3 separate regions of the Pan troglodytes genome follow, and regions 2 and 3 are each linked to region 1. A link is a contact called in public Hi-C and HiChIP or PLAC-seq data. All regions are on one chromosome and are shown on one strand. Each heading gives the region's core, a stretch centred on a gene start, on an enhancer-like site or on the middle of the called end of the contact. The rest is flanking DNA. Distances are from core to core; before and after follow the strand shown. Region 1 holds the start of CDK5R1 (cyclin dependent kinase 5 regulatory subunit 1). Region 2 holds the start of LOC107969199 (histone H2A.N). Region 3 holds the start of TMEM98 (transmembrane protein 98).

Region 1 (3,497 bases), core at 732-3,231:
GGATGTTCTGAAAGGCTGTGGACAAAGTAGCCCTCTGGGTACAGAGCAATGCATTTCCACTGTATGCCTGCCCCCCAAGGTTCCTAAAGCCTGGAATTCCTATTGACAGAAATCTGAGTGGCACATAAACAAAACCCAGCACTTTCTGCCTTGATTACACCATTTTGAATGATGCCAGATTCCCTTTCTGTTCCCCCTAGGACAGTTGACAGGGCTGGCGCAGGGTGAAAGCCTAGTCCGCTGGAGTGGTCAGGTAACTGGGTGGCATCCTCTCCTCTGGAGAGCCACTCCCTCATCTCTAGGTCCAGAGATAATCTGGATTAAGACAGGGCTTAAGTTTCCTGTTCCCCAGGTTTGTGGTCAGTTTTGACTCGATCTCCAGAAACAAGGTAAAATAGTAAATGAACAACGGCCTTTGTGAAGGATCTGGATTCACATCTGACAGGAACAGCTTTCAGAAACAGAATTTTACTCAATTTCGCTAGCATCAAGTTCTCAAATTATACATACTTAGAATTGAAAACGTTTAAGAGGGTCAGAAAGGTGGCCGGAGGGGCAGGTGCTTCAGCTTTAATATGACAAATAAGAGGGCGAGTGGGAACTTAGAGGTCATATTTGTGGCGGGCTCAGGCTTGGCTACGGGCCATGCTTCTCTGGCTTGGATTTCTGAGGCCCACTTCGGCCGCGGGCATCTACCCAGGATGAGGGAACGGAGGCCCCGGAAGGGTGGCCAGAACCGATTGGACTGTCCACTCGAGGTGCGCGTGGCACTCGGGAGGCCTCAGTAAAGGCGTCGCCTCTCCCCGCCCAGGGCCTTCTTCCCCGCGCTCCCTGGCTGCTTTCCACAGGGACGGGGATGTCAGGTGGAAGGAGGGAGCTCCGGACCCTGGCCTCGGCGGAGGGCTCCTCACCAGGCCAGGGCGGCAGCCTCAGAGACGGCGGGCCGCGCGCTGCCAGGGCAGGGACTCGGCCGAGAGTGCCCCCGCGGCCGGCAGCTGCGGGCGCCGCGGCGGGAACAAAGGCAGCACGTGTCTGGGCGGGACGCGGGCGGGGTCGGCCCTCGGCTCCGCCCTGCTCGGCGCCCGCCCCGCGTCGGCAGAGTTGGGTTGCGCGGGCGCCGAGGACTCTCAGGCGGCCGGGCTGCTGTAGGGCGGCGGCGCGGAGCGGGCGGCGAGCTGTGCGGGAGGGGCGGCCCCCAGGGGCGGGGCGGGCCGACGCCGCGTGTCCCGCCGCAGCCGCGGAGTCCGGCTCCTAGATGGGGCCCGGCGCGTAGAGGTGCCTCCCGCTCGTTGCCGCGTCCTACCCGCACCGTGCGCGGCTCGAGCTGAGGACACCAACGGCCGCGACTCCCCGGCGAGACCACGCCGGAGCGTGGACGGCGCGCGCGCCCCGCGAGGCAGGGCGCTGAGGCGCGCGCCGGAAGCGGGAGCGCGAGCGCGGCGGCGGCGGCGAAGGTGCGGGCGGCCGAGCGGGGGGCGGGGCCGCGGTGCCTGCAGAACCTTGGACAGAAGCTCCCTAGCTGCCGCCGCCGTCGCCGCCGCCGAGCGCGAGCCCAGCCGATCCCCGCCGAGCGCCCCCGAGCGCCGCCGAGCGCCGGGACCGCGGCGGCGGGGCCGCGGCGCGCATTGCGGAGGGCGCGGAGCGCAGGAGCTGCCGCCTGCCGGGTAAGCCTGCGCTGGGCGGCCGTCCTTGGCCCTGGGGAGCGGGGACCGGGGTCGCGCCCGTGCGGGGTGTCCAGGCGGGGGTCCTCGGCCGCCTCCGTCGGCGCCCGGGCCCCTCCCGGCTGCGCCTGGGGACCGCAGCGGCGGCGGCGGGCGGGGGTGCTGCAGTGGAGGCGGCGAGGCTGCGTCGCGGGGGCGCGGGTAGGGCCCGGGACTGGGGCGGCGGGGTGCGCCGAGGCGCGGGGCGGAGGGGCGCAGGGGCGCGGCGCGGAGCCCAGCCTGGCGCTAAGAACCATCTTGTTTTTCAGGCAGATCCAAGGGGGCAGCACGCTTCCCGGGAGCGCCCCCGCCTCCTCTCCGGGGCCGCCGCAGGCTCGGTGAGCGGTTTTATCCCTCCGGCCGGCAGGCTGGGCGCGCAGGGGCGCGAGCCCCCGCCCGGCGCGCAGCAGCACCATGGGCACGGTGCTGTCCCTGTCTCCCAGCTACCGGAAGGCCACGCTGTTTGAGGATGGCGCGGCCACCGTGGGCCACTATACGGCCGTACAGAACAGCAAGAACGCCAAGGACAAGAACCTGAAGCGCCACTCCATCATCTCCGTGCTGCCTTGGAAGAGAATCGTGGCCGTGTCGGCCAAGAAGAAGAACTCCAAGAAGGTGCAGCCCAACAGCAGCTACCAGAACAACATCACGCACCTCAACAATGAGAACCTGAAGAAGTCGCTGTCGTGCGCCAACCTGTCCACATTCGCCCAGCCCCCACCGGCCCAGCCGCCTGCACCCCCGGCCAGCCAGCTCTCGGGTTCCCAGACCGGGGGCTCCTCCTCAGTCAAGAAAGCCCCTCACCCTGCCGTCACCTCCGCAGGGACGCCCAAACGGGTCATCGTCCAGGCGTCCACCAGTGAGCTGCTTCGCTGCCTGGGTGAGTTTCTCTGCCGCCGGTGCTACCGCCTGAAGCACCTGTCCCCCACGGACCCCGTGCTCTGGCTGCGCAGCGTGGACCGCTCGCTGCTTCTGCAGGGCTGGCAGGACCAGGGCTTCATCACGCCGGCCAACGTGGTCTTCCTCTACATGCTCTGCAGGGATGTTATCTCCTCCGAGGTGGGCTCGGATCACGAGCTCCAGGCCGTCCTGCTGACATGCCTGTACCTCTCCTACTCCTACATGGGCAACGAGATCTCCTACCCGCTCAAGCCCTTCCTGGTGGAGAGCTGCAAGGAGGCCTTTTGGGACCGTTGCCTCTCTGTCATCAACCTCATGAGCTCAAAGATGCTGCAGATAAATGCCGACCCACACTACTTCACACAGGTCTTCTCCGACCTGAAGAACGAGAGCGGCCAGGAGGACAAGAAGCGGCTCCTCCTAGGCCTGGATCGGTGAGCACTGTAGCCTGCGTCATGGCTCAAGGATTCAATGCATTTTTAAGAATTTATTATTAAATCAGTTTTGTGTACAGTATGTGTCTAGCAAAGCCACCAAGGGCCTCACCTTTCCCACAGTCTCTCCCTGGGGTTTTTTTCATCCCTGCCAAGAACTCTGGGCACTTTTGAACTCACGAGCCTTGCGCAAAACCCAGAAGATGTATTCAGAGCCACCCAGGCCACTGACCTCCCACTTTGGGGAACTCAAAGGACTCACCTGCCCCTGCCGCCTGTGCCCTTGCTGGGTCCAGGGTAGGCAAGGCTGCCGGCTGCACCCTGTATGGAGCTAGAGAGGGGCCTCTGGCTGCCTGGCCCAGGGAGGAATTGGGGTTTCTGGTTGGAGGCCCTTTTCTGGCTCCTGTGTGGAGTTATTCACTCTCCCAGAGGCTCCTGGAGCCAGCCACCCTAACTGAGCTGC
Region 2 (4,014 bases), core at 135-2,634, 390 kb after region 1:
TCCCGCCTCCAGCCTGGGGCTCGTCCCGGCTCCGCCCCGCCCGGGCCTCCCGGCTCCGCCCCTCCCGGCCCACTGAGGAGCCCGCCCCAGCCGCGGCCCTGGCCGCCGCCTCTTCACCTGGGCGGCGCGCACGCGCGGGTGGGCGGCGGGGACGCGCGCTGGGCCGGGCGGCGGCAGCTGGGTGACAGCGCCCCCTGGGGACAGGCGCTGGGATCTCAGGCGGCCAAGAGGATGGCTGCCTGCCGCCCACACTTGGTAGCTGCCAACAAAGTTAGAAAAGTAGTTCGTGGAGCTTTTCGCGAGGACAATTCATTATGATTCTGTCACCCTGCTCCAAAACCCACTCCCGCCTCTCTACTCACACCCTGCCCATTCTTGAAGTGGTGGTTCAAGCACAGACTGAGAGGTAATAATAATGGCTAACATTTTGGGGGCACCAAAAATGCCCAGAGCTGTTCTCAGCGCCTTAGAGAACTTTTAAGAAACTTGCCAAACGACTAGGAAGTGGAGCAGCTGCGGTTTCACGCAGGTCATTTGACTTAGGAGCCGCAGCGTTCAACCATGTCTGACTACCTCCATTCTTCAGTGGCCCATTTTCCCTTCCACTCATCCGAGCATGTCATCAGACATTACCTTATATGATTATTAAGTTTTAAATATATCTTTGTATCATCTCTCCAGGATTATTGCGGATGTCTTGAGCATGGGACCATTCTTTTTGCATCCACCAAATAACTATTGTACTACTTCGCATATATAAATATGAAATCCATACTGGTTCAGTGGAATGAAGTGAGTTGTAAGTAGTCTCCAATTTATTGATACATTGGTTGAGCTTGGAAAATTCTTTTTGAACTCAATGTATTTTCCCAAAGAAAATATACTACAAATGACTTTCTTTCTTTTTTTTTTTTTTTTTCTTTTTCTAGAGACAAATTCTCCCTCTGTCACCCAGGCTGGAGTGCAGTGGTGCAATCACAGCTCACTGCAACCTCAAACTCCTGGGCTCAAGCAATCCTCCAGCCTCAGCCTCCTGAGCAGCTGGGACTACAGGTGTATGACACCATGCCCAGCTATTTTTTTTAAATAAATGACTTTCTAATGTATCTACATTTATTCAGTTCTGTGTTTCTGTTAGGACATCTTCTATTACAAAATCTATGAGGAAATCTAGAGGCCTCCAAGGACCTGGCTGGGCTTCAACTCTGGCTGAGTTTGAGATGAGTAAACCAGACTGAAGGACCTTGCCCAAGGCCTGCTTCAGCTGCCAGCCACCCACACTTGCTAAGAGAAAGGAAAGTAGCTTTGTCACCTCCTGAGGGACTGCCTCTGCCATCAGAAAACCACCCCAATCCCTGGCACCAGCAGAGCTGGGTTGCATCTGACTACCGTTAGCAGCTGTCCTTCAGAAGGAGGAGATCCACCTGTCTCGATATCAGTGTCCTCATTTGTGGAATAAAAGCTCTGGAATAAGGTAGGTGTCCTATGGTTGGGTCATTTGTGGAGGTGTTGGTCAGTGGCTAAGTAGGTTATTGCATAGGGTATGGTTGTATTCCTAATGTTTGTATTGGCATGTTTTAACATAAGCAGAACTGAACTTCAAGAAGGAAAGAAAGAAATCTCAAACTGTGTGCACTTTGGAGCATCCAGGGACCACACCCCAAAACCTTTTGGTAAATTATATATGTGTGTTCCCTGAGCTCTGTAGGTGTTAAAAATTAGGGCAAAATCCCAGGTACCAGGAAAAGAAACATCACGGCTTGCAGATGATGAGAGAGTTGCAGAAATTGTACAGTGGTTAGGAGCTATGGTGGGATACAATGTGGTTTCCAAATGGCCAAAGTAAGAGATCCTCATTTTAATCAACATCTTATATAGGAACCCAACATATAAAACACATATACAACATATGCAAAGGGTATTTTATTAATTTCTTGTATAAGTCCAAATTAGTATAAAATTAGGCATTGATGCTCTCATGATGAACCCAAATCTGCTCAATGGGGCTCACTATTAGCCTCAGGATTCCAGTTTACTTTTGTATGTTGTTTTCATTGTACCGTGTCAAGCAAATTCTTGTTTGTATAACTAAGCAGTAATTTGTTACCCATACAACTTTACATTCAGCATTTCTAGGCCAATGTGCAGTTACAACATTATTAATCAATGACACACTTGAGCAAAGTTCAGGTATATGCACAGCCGGCAGGAGAGACTGAATACTCTGGTCTGCGTTCAGTCAAGGTAACCTAGAGCAGATTAGCTCATTATGAATGTTCTTTGTGATAAAATTTGAATAGAAACACATTTGGAGATGCATGTTTTTGTTACAGTTTAAAATATACAAAAAATAAAACAAATAAAAGTTTATATCCCCAATCATGAGACACACAGACACCATGAGCCTCCTGATATGGTCTCCTGAAAAAGACACATATCATTTACCTGCTAAAAATACGTAAATGGAATCTAATCATGAAGAAGCATCAAACAAACTCACATTAAGGGGCATCCTACAAAACAATTGACCTGTATTCTTCAAAAATATCAATGGTGTGAAAGACAAAGAGGCTGAGGCACATCACTATTAAAGGCAATGGGTGATTCTGGACTGGATCTCCAACCAGAAAAATGTAAAGGACATTATTGGGATAATTGGTGAAATTCAAATATAGACGCGATGTTAGATAGTAAGATAGTATCATGCTAGTTTTTCTGAACTTGATCATTTTACTGGGATTCTGCAAGATAATGTCCTTGTTTCTAGCAGGTATCTGCTAAAGTATTTAGGAGTAAAATGATGTCTTGAACTGTTTGGCAAGAATAATAAAAATAATAATAAGGAGATGAGGAGGTGGAAGGAGGGCGTGGATATATATTGGTAGACATATAAATGATTAAAGCAAATGATGCAAAATACTAACAAGTGGTAAAGTCATTAAAAATATATGGGACTTTTGAGGGGATTTTCTTTTGTACTATCCTCACAACTTTTCTGTAACTTTGCAATTAGTTTGAAATTTATTCATTTATTTTGAGATGGAGTCTTGCTCTGTCGCCCAGGCTGAAGTGCAGTGACACGATCTCGGCTCACTGCAACCTCCGCCTCCCGGGTTCAAGCGAGTCTCCTGCCTCAGCCTCCTGAGTAGCTGGGACTACAGGTGCATGCCACCATGCCCAGCTAATTTTTGTATTTTTAGTAGAAACGGGGTTTCACCATGTTGGTCAGGCTGGTCTCAAGCTCCTGACCTCGTGATCTGCCCACCTCAGCCTCCCAAAGTGCTGGGATTACAGGTGTGAGCTACCACACTCGGCCTGAAATTTAAACTTAAAAATTAAATAGCAATCTAAAACTGTGCTAAATAAAAATTTTTAATTTAAAAATATTAAATAACACTTAGAAATCAAAGTCACATCAGAATTTTGCAAACCTTCCAGAACTGAAGAACCAGCAGATATTTTTGAAAACCCTGGTCCAGGGTACCTCTTAGCTCTATTTGGCATAGATGTGCTAGGAGATTATAAACACTGAACAGGTAATTCTAAAAACAAAAATAATTAGATGTCAAATATACCCATATGCCCCTGAGAAGGTGCATCCTGTTCTCTGCCTGAAGTTCTCCCCGCCACCCCACCCCTCACTCCTATGACCTAGCTAACTTCTGCTCATCCCTCCACTCTCAGTCTCAACATCACTTCCTCCAAGAAGGCTTCCATAATCTCCTAAGTCAGAATTGGCTGTTCCTCCTCTGTGCCTCCTGCAGCATCCTGGAAGTGCTGCCCCCATTACAGTACTAAATGCCCTTGAGCCTACTGTCTATCTCTCTCACTCATTTGTAAGGGCCATGAGGGCTGGAAGCTGTCTTTTCTGGTTTTTGATGTAAATGTAATTCTGGCACCTCCTAGCATAGTGCTAAGAGATGAAGTGCTTAATAAACTGTTGCTTGATAAATGAATATGGAATGGTCTGTGAACCTATGGGTCATAAAATGTGAGACTGTAAATCCACCCCCC
Region 3 (3,909 bases), core at 1,061-3,560, 430 kb after region 1:
CACCACCCCTGGCCATCAGGATGCCACCCTGTCTCCACTAGACAGAGTAGGGCAAGAGTTCCATGATCTCCAGCAGGTAGGGACTACGCCCCAAGTTGGCGTGAAGCAGTTACAGTTCCTCTGCATCCCATAAAGATTTATGGGGGTCATGTCTCTCAGGAGGGAGATGAGGCAGGAGAATAGGGTCTGGAGGCAGGAAACCTAAGGGTTCACCTAACTTCCTAGAACTAAATCAAAAGGAAAACCCCAACTTTCCGCACCTAAGTAACAAACGGACCAGAGACTACTCCCTTTGCAACCCCCACTCCCCACTTTCTGCTTGGCAGATGGAAAATCTTTTGAAAGTACCTCTGATTGCCTTTCTGCAACCAATCCTGCATTTGCATAGAAGTGTAACTTTGTAACTTCACTTCAGCCTCTGATTGGTTGTGGAAAGCAACCAGTCAGACTGATTGCGGCCAAATCTTCTTTTGCATAGGAGTGTAACTTTGTAACTTCACTTTAGCCTCTGATTGGTTGTGGAAAGTGACCGATCAGACTGATTGCGGGCCAAATCTTCTTTTGCATAGGAGTGTAACTTTGTAACTTCACTTTAGCCTCTGATTGGTTGTGGAAAGTGACCGATCAGACTGATTGCGGGCCAAATCTTCTTTTGCATAGGAGTGTAACTTTGTAACTTCACTTTAGCCTCTGATTGGTTGTGGAAAGTGACCGATCAGACTGATTGCGGGCCAAATCTTCTTTTGCATAGGAGTGCAACCTTTGTAACTTCACTTCAGCCTCTGATTGGTTGCTTTCCACAACCAATCAGACTAATTGTGGCACCACTTTATTTACATGGGGTGAACGCCAAGTGGCCAATGGGAAACCTCTAGGAGGTATTTGGACCCCAGAAGATTCTACAGCAGGGGCTCTTGAGCCCATATGCTGGGGCCTGCTCCCACCCTGTGGAATGCACTTTTGTTTTCAATAAATCTCTGCTTTTGTTGCTTCATTCTTTCTTTACTTGCTTTGCTTGTGCCTTTTGTCTAATTCTTTGTTCAAAATGACAAGAACCGGCCGGGTGCGGTGGCTCACGCCTATAATCCCAGCACTTTGGGAAGCTGAGGTGGGTGGATCACCTGAGGTCAGGAGTTCCAGACCAGCCCGGCCAACGTGGCGAAACCCCGTCTCTACTAAAAATAACAAAAAAATTTAGTGGGACGTGGTGGCGCACACCTGTAATCCCAGCTACTTGGGAGGCTGAGGCAGGAGAATCGCTTGAACCCAGGAGGCAGAGGTTTCAGTGAGCTGAGATCGTGCCATTGCACTCCAGCCTGGGCAACAGAGCCAGACTCTGTTTCAAAAAATAAATAAATAAATAAAAAATAAAGGCAAGAACCTGGACACCCTCCACCCGTAAACAGCCAAGACTGTGCCACAGCACTCCAGCCTGGGCGACTGAGTGAGACTCTGTCTCAAAAAAATTAAAATAAAACAACAAAAGTATGAACCCAAAAAAACCACCTCTGTGGGCTGGATGTGGCCTTGGGGGTACCAGTTTGCAGACCCTGTGTCAAGCGGCCTAGGACCCAATCTGTATCCTTTGTTAACTGTCACCGATACTGACCTGAGACCTGGACCACTGGGATCCTGCCCTGAACCCCGTGCTTTAGTTGGCCCACTCCAGCTGGAGCGTATGTTCCCTTCTAGATCATGCTCCTGGTACCCTGGACTCCGGAAATCCCTGTGTAAACAGCCCTGAGCCTGCTTCCAAGGTCTGACTTCCATCCACCCAGGGCAGCCTGCCCTGCCTGGCCTGAGTATCGTTAGAATGAAGGATGGCAGGGTAGAGGGTGTGTGTTTGCCTGAACCAGTAGACCCCCTTCAGTATGTATGGGATGGAGTCGTGTGGGAATAGAAGCAGCAAGACTACTAGCAAGGGCTCTGCATTTGTACTCTTGCCCCTGGCTAGGCAGTCGCCAGGGGTGGGCCTGCTTGTCACTGACCCGTGGGTCAGGCTGTAAATAAGAGCGACTCTCGATTCACTCTTTACCCTGGGCCAGGCCGTCCGATGCATCCTGCATCCCATCATTCCTAATACCAACTCTGAGGATGCTGACAAGCAGCAGCCCCGTTTTACAGACCGAGGCACAAAGGCTGAACTAAGTTGCCCATAGCTAGTGAGTGGCAGAGGCAGGGTTTCAATGGGACAGTCCGTGGCGGAGCACACTGGCTCCGCCGCCAGCCCCCCTGCGGAACCCATCGGCGCTCGCCGCCTGGGACCGCCAGCCCGGGGCGGGGCGCAGGCAGGGACCCTCCGCTCCCCTCTCCGTCTGCCGCCCGGACGGGCCACCGCGGGGGCGCGAGGAAGGGGTGTTGGGTCGCCAGGGCCCGCCTCCCAGCTGCCCCGGCCGCCGGGGGGCCTGGCGGTGACGGCGGCGCCTGGCGGCGGGGATTTGGCGCGGGCCGGGGGCCGGGGCCGGGGCGCGGGGGCGCGAGGCTGGATTCCTAGGGCCGCGGCGCTTCCCGGCATGCTCCGCTGCAGGCCCGCGCCCGCGCCCGGACTTTGCCATCGGCGGGGCAGTCGCGGGATGCGCCCGGGAGCCGCAGCCTGAGGTGGGTGAGCCCCGCCGGGCCCGGCGGGCCGCGGCGAGTCGGGGAAGGGGACGCGGGGGGCGCGGGGCCTGGCCCGGCTGCCGGGGAGAGGGGAGGCGGGTGCCGCAGCTTTGTTCTCGCCGCGGGGCCGCGCGCCCGAAGTTGGGGAAAGGAGTAGGAGCCGCGCCCCGGAGCGCTCCGGGGCCCGTGCGGCGCGTCCCGGGCGGGCTGGGGGTCCCTCCCTCCCGGGGACGGAGTGGGCGTCCTGGGTGGACGAGCACGGGGAAGCGGGTTGGGTCTTGGGTCTGTTCTGGCCTTGTGGTTCTGGAACCGGAGGGGAAGGGGGAAAGTAAGGGAGAGAGAAAGAGACGGAGAAAAACAGGAAAACTTACTCTTCAGTACGCAGGGAAGAATAGAGAAAGAAAAACACAAAGAAACGCCACGCAGACTGCAGAGAAGGACCACGAACACACGCTCCGAGAAACACACTCAGCTCGCACGCACTGAGAAGCACACTTAAGATAAACACTCAGGTCACACACACAAGCACACTAAGAAACATTCAGTTCACACACACTCAGAAACACACGCACTCAGAAGCACACTCAAGATAAACACTCAGCTCACACAGAAGCACACTCGGAGAAACATTCAGTTCACACACACTCAGAAACACACGCACTCAGAAGCACACTCAAGATAAACACTCAGCTCACACACAGAAGCACACTCGGAGAAACATTCAGCTCACACACAGAAACATACTCTGAGAAACACAATCAGCTCACACCCACTCAAGCACACTCAAGATAAACAGCTCACACAAGCACATTCAGAAAACACTCAGAAACACAGCTCACACTCAGAAACACACTCTGAGAAACACAGCTCACACACTCAGAAGCACACTGAGAAACAGCTCACACACACAGAAACAGAAAAACACAGCTCACGCACACTAACACAAACACACACGGAGAAACACAGAAGCACACTCAGCTCACACACACCCAGAGAAACACGCTCAGAGAAACACTCAGAACGCACAGGAAGAGAGAGGAAACCAAGTGGGTGGTCTTGGAGGCCTGGGACCGGGGGAGGGGAAGGAGAGACACTGAGAAGGGGGAGACGGGAGCAGCAGAGGGAAAGATGCCTGGAGAGAGAAACAGAGATAAAGGCAGACATAAGAGGAGGCAGAAAACACAAAGGCCAAAAGGAGGTGGATAAAAGGACAGTAAAGAGAAACACACACGTAGAGAATTACCCTGAGAATTACCCCCCTCCCCCACCTACCTCTCACAAAATCAGCGACACACACAGAAGAGGCAGATG

What was found. Hi-C and Micro-C count contacts between places; a contact is called where the count stands out from the background. HiChIP or PLAC-seq counts read pairs in DNA pulled down with a chosen protein or histone mark.
Region 2: a contact with region 1 is called in an H3K4me3 HiChIP or PLAC-seq map of stem cell-derived excitatory neurons, with 7 times the contacts expected there. The contact joins the promoter of LOC107969199 here to the promoter of CDK5R1 in region 1. A contact is called at or near these places in 1 of 7 Hi-C or Micro-C datasets (stem cell-derived neural progenitor cells) and 1 of 1 datasets of contacts at active chromatin or transcription factors (stem cell-derived excitatory neurons).
Region 3: a Hi-C map of stem cell-derived neural progenitor cells shows a contact between it and region 1, with 2.2 times the contacts expected there. The contact joins the promoter of TMEM98 here to the promoter of CDK5R1 in region 1. A contact is called at or near these places in 1 of 7 Hi-C or Micro-C datasets (stem cell-derived neural progenitor cells) and 1 of 1 datasets of contacts at active chromatin or transcription factors (stem cell-derived excitatory neurons).

Annotation. Positions count from the first base shown.
Region 1 is chr19:35,101,196-35,104,692 of NHGRI_mPanTro3-v2.0_pri, reverse strand. It overlaps CDK5R1 (cyclin dependent kinase 5 regulatory subunit 1), which reads left to right and starts at 1,981. Exons shown (of 1, transcript XM_016932024.4): 1 at 1,981-3,497. The coding sequence starts at 2,115. The coding sequence ends at 3,038.
Region 2 is chr19:34,710,652-34,714,665 of NHGRI_mPanTro3-v2.0_pri, reverse strand. It overlaps LOC107969199 (histone H2A.N), which reads left to right and starts at 1,384. Exons shown (of 2, transcript XR_010152911.1): 1 at 1,384-1,474. It also overlaps a transcript of MYO1D not described here.
Region 3 is chr19:34,670,460-34,674,368 of NHGRI_mPanTro3-v2.0_pri, reverse strand. TMEM98 (transmembrane protein 98) reads left to right here and starts at 2,310. Exons shown (of 7, transcript XM_001174599.6): 1 at 2,310-2,598.